Linked DNA regions of Mus musculus: region 1 is linked to region 2. The links are chromatin contacts, called in public HiChIP or PLAC-seq maps. All regions are on one chromosome and are shown on one strand. The core of a region is the stretch at or near the end of the contact, and the rest is flanking DNA. Distances in the headings are between cores, read along the strand shown.

Region 1 (2,700 bases), core at 68-2,567, 150 kb before region 2:
ATTTGTAAATTTTTGGATAATATTCTAAGTATTTTCATATAACTATGCCAAACAAACTATGCAATAGTTACATTTGTCCTTCATTTTTAGAAATGACATAAACATTTTGTTTTCTGACTCTAGTATCTCTTAAATGAGATCTGATAATTGCTTTTAAATTAAACTACTAGACCTGATAAAAATAAGTAACTGCTTAGAGTCTTACAAATTTCCCACAACTCCAGGTCACTTGGGAAAACACCCAGAGTGCTTAAAATCAGAGTTGGAACCGCTATAGAGTTAGAACTGGATCAAGAACTCAAATGTGTTTAATCCATAAACCCCATTTTCCTCCTTTGTTGTTAAAAAATATAACTCTTCTTAGTAGGATCTCTACAAGGCAGTGGGATCCCACTCAAAGGATGCTGCTAAAATGTCAGGATCCAGCAGGGATCTGAGTAGCAACGACCACATTTACATTTCTCCTAAACATTTAGGTGAAAAGACAGACAGCATGGTAAGAGTTAATTGAAACATTCCTGTTGGAGCGGGACTGAGGAGTGGGGGTAGGGGAGGGTGGGAGGGGGAGCGAGGCTGGGAGATGCAGAGTTAATCAGGGGGCAAATCCAAAGCCAGGCATGGATAGGCCTCACTAATGAGCCTCAAGTACCCTGCAGTGGTTTTCAAACTTAACTGGCTTCAAAAGATGCCACCCCATGACAGAATGCAGCTAGCCATAAGAGGAGGGTGATTAGAATAAATGACTGGAGTAATTAACTCTGATGGGAAACCACCTGATTGGAAAAGAGAAGCCAAGAGCTATTTAGCTGATGGTCCTGCAGGAGAAAAGGAAGCTTTCCCTTTCTCTTGTGTGGGTGTTCAGTCAGAACTCCACTCTTTCAAGTAGGTATTTGGTAGCACTAATGAAAAGCAGCTTCCATTCAAGGGCCTCTCAAGGGCCTTCCCATTCATTTTGAAAGGGGAGGAAAATAAAAGCTTCAAAGTAGAACTAATTTACTTTACTCCCTCACCTCTCGGTGAATTTTGCATTTGAGAAGTCTACATTCTTATTTGTGCTAATGCTCTCGCTTGTAAAACTAACTTTATGAAAATGTATGGGACAGTTAGTTACTGAGGAAAAAGAAAACAATAATTTTTTCCCTTTAAAAATGTTATACATAGAAAACTCAAAACTGATAGTAATTAGTTGCTGACTGATTAGAATATTTTCCAACTGCTACTGGAGTCATTCTTCGCACAGCAAGGACTGTAAGGAGAAAGTGAAGTAGGACAGAGGGATTGTTCACATTTAATACGAACAAAGACAAGGCCAATGCAAGGATACTATGTGCAAAGAGACAGGTACACTTGCTCGGTGGCTTTATTTTTTGGGGAGGAGAGATAGAGATAGAGATAGAGATAGAGATAGAGATAGAGATAGAGATAGAGATAGAGATAGAGATAGAGATAGAGATAGAGAGAGAGAGAGAGAGAGAGGGAGAGAGGTAGGCAGAGAGAGAGAGAGAGAGAGAGAGAGAGAGAGAGAGAGAGAGAGAGAGATTACAAAGACTTGGGGGCATTACTACCTGCTGTTTTACAAGGAAGCATCAATTCATCAGGCCAGTGTTGTTCTGTACCTGCTGAGTTAATGTCCTTCCACATACCCCTCCCCCAAACAGGTTCACCAGCCTTCCAGTAACCAGGGTGTAGTAGCACAATAACCTAGTAAATGTTTATGCCTACACTCGGATTTATTTGACAGCTTTACACCTTTGGGCATGATATAATTAAATGTTTTGACAGCTAAACAAAAACTGTATAAATTTAAAAGCTATTAGGGGCTCAGCATCTAGAATCAAAATGAAGTAATTTGCTTATACCTAAGTCACTTTTAGCAAGGCATTCCAATAAAAAGCAGGCAAGGGTATCTGTCTATCCTGGTGTTTTAGCTAATTCGTTCTTTCTGTGAAGGAGATACCCTTTATCAATGTTGATGGTGACCTTTATACTTAACAAAAGCAACGTGAGTATATTTAAGATGATCAATAGAAACTCATTAGCTATTTTCTGTAATTTGAGAAACACTAATAATAAAAATCCACTGACTATTAAGTAGTACATTGGCTTAAAAGGCCACCATGTACTACGTAAGAGTTCATTAACTCATGGAACCTAGAGCCCTTCAAACCCAGCTACAGAGAACTAGGGAAGTTAACCCTTATCCTCCTAAGAGGTCAAGTTCTGGGTTTCAGTGTTCTTACTGCTGTGGACCCTAAATTCATGGCTTACCTTCAGAGAAGCCCATTGCTTATAGCCAGAGCTTCAGACAGGGTCCTCGTCAGCAATGGTATTTAAACATGCAGATTGCAAAGCTCAGTTACCTCTTTAAAAGTTAAAAAAAACTATATAATACAACTAATCTGTCCATTAAACTCTTATTTGTTTAAAAGTAGAGGCTGTTTTGTATCTATTACATGGTACCACAGCATCATTGTGGAGAGTATGGACAGAGGGGTAGCTTACAGTCTGGGCAAAAAGTTATGTCTCAATAAGACCCCTTAGAGCCATTGCTGCAGTATTTGAACTCTATCAGTATAAAGTAATACTCAAAATTCTCTTTTAATCATATAACAATCTAGGGAGACACTTTATCTTCAATAGCAGTAACAGTGATCAGTTGTTTATTTAAGAAACAAATCACTAAAATGTTTGCAAAGCAGT
Region 2 (2,700 bases), core at 173-2,672:
GTAATCAATAACAGTAAAGTTATAGATTTTTATCCCAGTCAACTCCTTTAAAAGCAAGAATCAATTATGAAAATAAAATTATTCTAAACCAGTACTGCCCAAGAATATGTTCACAATTAACGTCACAGTATTTAAAAAATTAAGAAAACCTGAATTCAGGCTCATTTTTTTCCTTCATTTTAATTTAAGTCTAAACTATTTTGGTAGCTTATTTCAATCAGCAAGTATAACCAAGTAATGTATGCTAATATATAAACTTACAGTTTCTCAAAACTCACATATTTTCTCTCTAGTTATTGGTAAATTCCTATAAGAGTAAAATAATGACACAAAGATAGCTAAATCTAAATTATGAAATAAGGATCAAAAACATATCTGGAGTAGTTTTTGTCCTGTTCTGTATTTTTAACAGCATATGGAAATTACTAACAAGAGATTTATGGTTATAGACTGTCATCCTATCCCCTCCTTTACACATACACAGCAATTCTCCAGCTCTTGGCAACAATGGGATGGGAGGGAAAGAGAAGGGGGGGGGGACTACAAAATTTAAGTCCTTTCTTAAGCTCCCCTTCCTGCTCTCATTTGCCTTCAAGCCAAAGACAGTTTGTTAGAGTCTGCACCTTCTGCAGAATGTTCAGAGACTTAAAACCAAAAGTGAAGCTCACTGAAAGCACTACTACTTTGCAGGAATTGATCCAGCCATACCCAGAGAAGAATCCCTTCTATGAAGACTCTCCTCCTCACTGCAACGGTAAGAAAAGAGGATAAAAAAGAAAATGGGACTATGAAACGAGTGAGAGCATTTGGCTTCTGTCTAGTCCCATTTTCTCACCCCCCACGCCCCCTTTATCAAGTGCAGTGTGGTGGCTGCTGAGGTCCCAAGCTTGTCCTCTCTCTCTCTTTCTCTCGGATTGGCTAAAGCACTGACAGCTTGCATAGGGATTGTAGGAACTGAAGCTCCACCCCTTCACGGTGGCCCAGAACCATTCATAAACTAAGGAGAGAGAGAGAGAGAGAGAGAGAGAGAGAGAGAGAGAGAGAGAGAGAGAGAGAGAGAGAGAGAGAGAGAAGTGTGGGGGGCAGGTATCAGAGGACAGGGGGATGAGGTAGAGACTGCAAACGCAACCCAGAGGAGAGGAAAAACCCGGACTCCTTAGACCTGCACACCAGATACAACGTAAGCAACGATTTAGTCACACTAAAATAGATTTTGCTAGGGCCAAAAGTATAAATAACGAGGCAGAAAAGAATATCAAACAACTTGCAGCAGTTTGCACCTAGAGAAAGGCAGGAAGAACCCACCACAAACAAACCAACCCAATCCAAACAACGCCTCCAGTAGGAAGCCAGGAAAACTGCTACGACACAACCCCCTGAGAAGAGAGGAGACTAGCACGCTGAGACCGCGCGGGGCGTCTGCAAACCTCAGAGTGCGCTGCGGCCTGAGCTGTACTTCGCTGCTCTCCGGGCATTAATTACATCCTTCACTTTCCTTTTGGGGGAGGGTAAGGAAGGCATCACCTACGCTGAGCGAAGGCGTCCAACCATCGAGGGAGAAGTTTCAGAATGAACCACTGAATGTTTTTGTCTTATTTTTAAATTTACTTTGGCACTTATAAGACTTCATTTCCAGATATCTGGGCAATCGTGGCTGCTGCGGACATCTAAGCCTAGCCTCTTGGTAACCTAGTTTTTTCTCTCTCACGATTTCATCCATCTCTCCCGCACAAGGAGAGGCTCGTCTTTATTTTTGCAGGTACTTTCCCCCCTAAATAATATTATTTCTAATTTTCTGCGGAAGAAAGAAAAGAAAATTCCAAAGAGGGAAAAGAAAAGGCCAGCCGGCTATATCATCAGCCGGTCAGCCCAGGTGGAAAGCAAGAGTGAAATTGGGGCTTCAGGGGGAACGCACCGCCTTTCCACAGCCGCAGGGCCACCACCAGTGCGTGAGCCTTGGATCCCTCAACGTATTGCGAGACGCCGGTGTACAGCCCGGACCTGTGCCCCAACATGATCGCCGCTCAGGCCAAGCTGGTTTACCAGCTCAATAAATACTACACCGAGCGCTGCCAGGCGCGCAAGGCTGCGATCGCCAAGACCATCCGAGAAGTCTGCAAGGTAGTGTCGGATGTGCTAAAGGAAGTGGAGGTGCAAGAGCCCCGCTTCATCAGCTCTCTGAGTGAGATTGACGCCCGCTACGAGGGGCTGGAGGTAATCTCGCCCACCGAGTTCGAGGTGGTACTCTACCTCAACCAGATGGGAGTCTTCAACTTCGTGGACGACGGATCTCTGCCCGGCTGTGCCGTGCTCAAACTAAGCGATGGGCGGAAGCGGAGCATGTCTCTTTGGGTCGAGTTCATCACAGCGTCTGGCTACCTTTCTGCGCGCAAGATCCGCTCGCGTTTCCAGACACTAGTAGCCCAGGCGGTGGACAAGTGCAGCTACCGGGACGTGGTCAAGATGATCGCCGACACTAGTGAGGTCAAGTTGCGCATCAGGGAGCGCTACGTGGTGCAAATCACCCCAGCGTTCAAGTGCACCGGGATCTGGCCTCGCAGCGCGGCACAGTGGCCTATGCCCCACATCCCCTGGCCCGGCCCCAATCGGGTGGCGGAGGTCAAGGCCGAAGGGTTCAACTTGCTCTCCAAGGAGTGCTACTCGCTGACTGGCAAGCAGAGCTCCGCAGAAAGCGACGCC

What was found. HiChIP or PLAC-seq counts read pairs in DNA pulled down with a chosen protein or histone mark.
Region 1: an H3K4me3 HiChIP or PLAC-seq map of craniofacial prominence shows a contact between it and region 2, with 5 times the contacts expected there. The contact joins the enhancer-like site here to the promoter of Mab21l2 in region 2. A contact is called at or near these places in 8 of 39 promoter capture datasets (cranial neural crest, embryonic stem cells, frontonasal cranial neural crest and 4 more), 3 of 484 Hi-C or Micro-C datasets (the N1E-115 cell line, cranial neural crest and palatal mesenchyme), 11 of 115 datasets of contacts at active chromatin or transcription factors (craniofacial prominence, embryonic basal ganglia, embryonic forebrain and 4 more) and 4 of 9 other capture datasets (adipose tissue, embryonic stem cells, liver and 1 more).

The regions. Positions count from the first base shown.
Region 1 is chr3:86,699,393-86,702,092 of GRCm38.p6, reverse strand. The region is part of intron 47 of Lrba (LPS-responsive beige-like anchor); the gene reads right to left. Among named protein-coding and RNA genes, the nearest start is that of Gm52625, 50 kb to the left of the region's middle. Within about 2 kb of position 1,317, at least 38 of the 459 cell types and tissues checked have an H3K27ac peak or open chromatin away from gene starts, as enhancers often do. A contact at or near this core is called in the N1E-115 cell line, craniofacial prominence, embryonic basal ganglia and 2 more, where this site is marked.
Region 2 is chr3:86,547,005-86,549,704 of GRCm38.p6, reverse strand. It overlaps Mab21l2 (mab-21-like 2), which reads left to right and starts at 1,422. Exons shown (of 1, transcript NM_011839.4): 1 at 1,422-2,700. The coding sequence starts at 2,014. The region is part of intron 40 of Lrba (LPS-responsive beige-like anchor); the gene reads right to left. It overlaps Gm31677 (a long non-coding RNA gene), which reads left to right. Exons shown (of 5, transcript XR_375777.3): 3 at 691-754.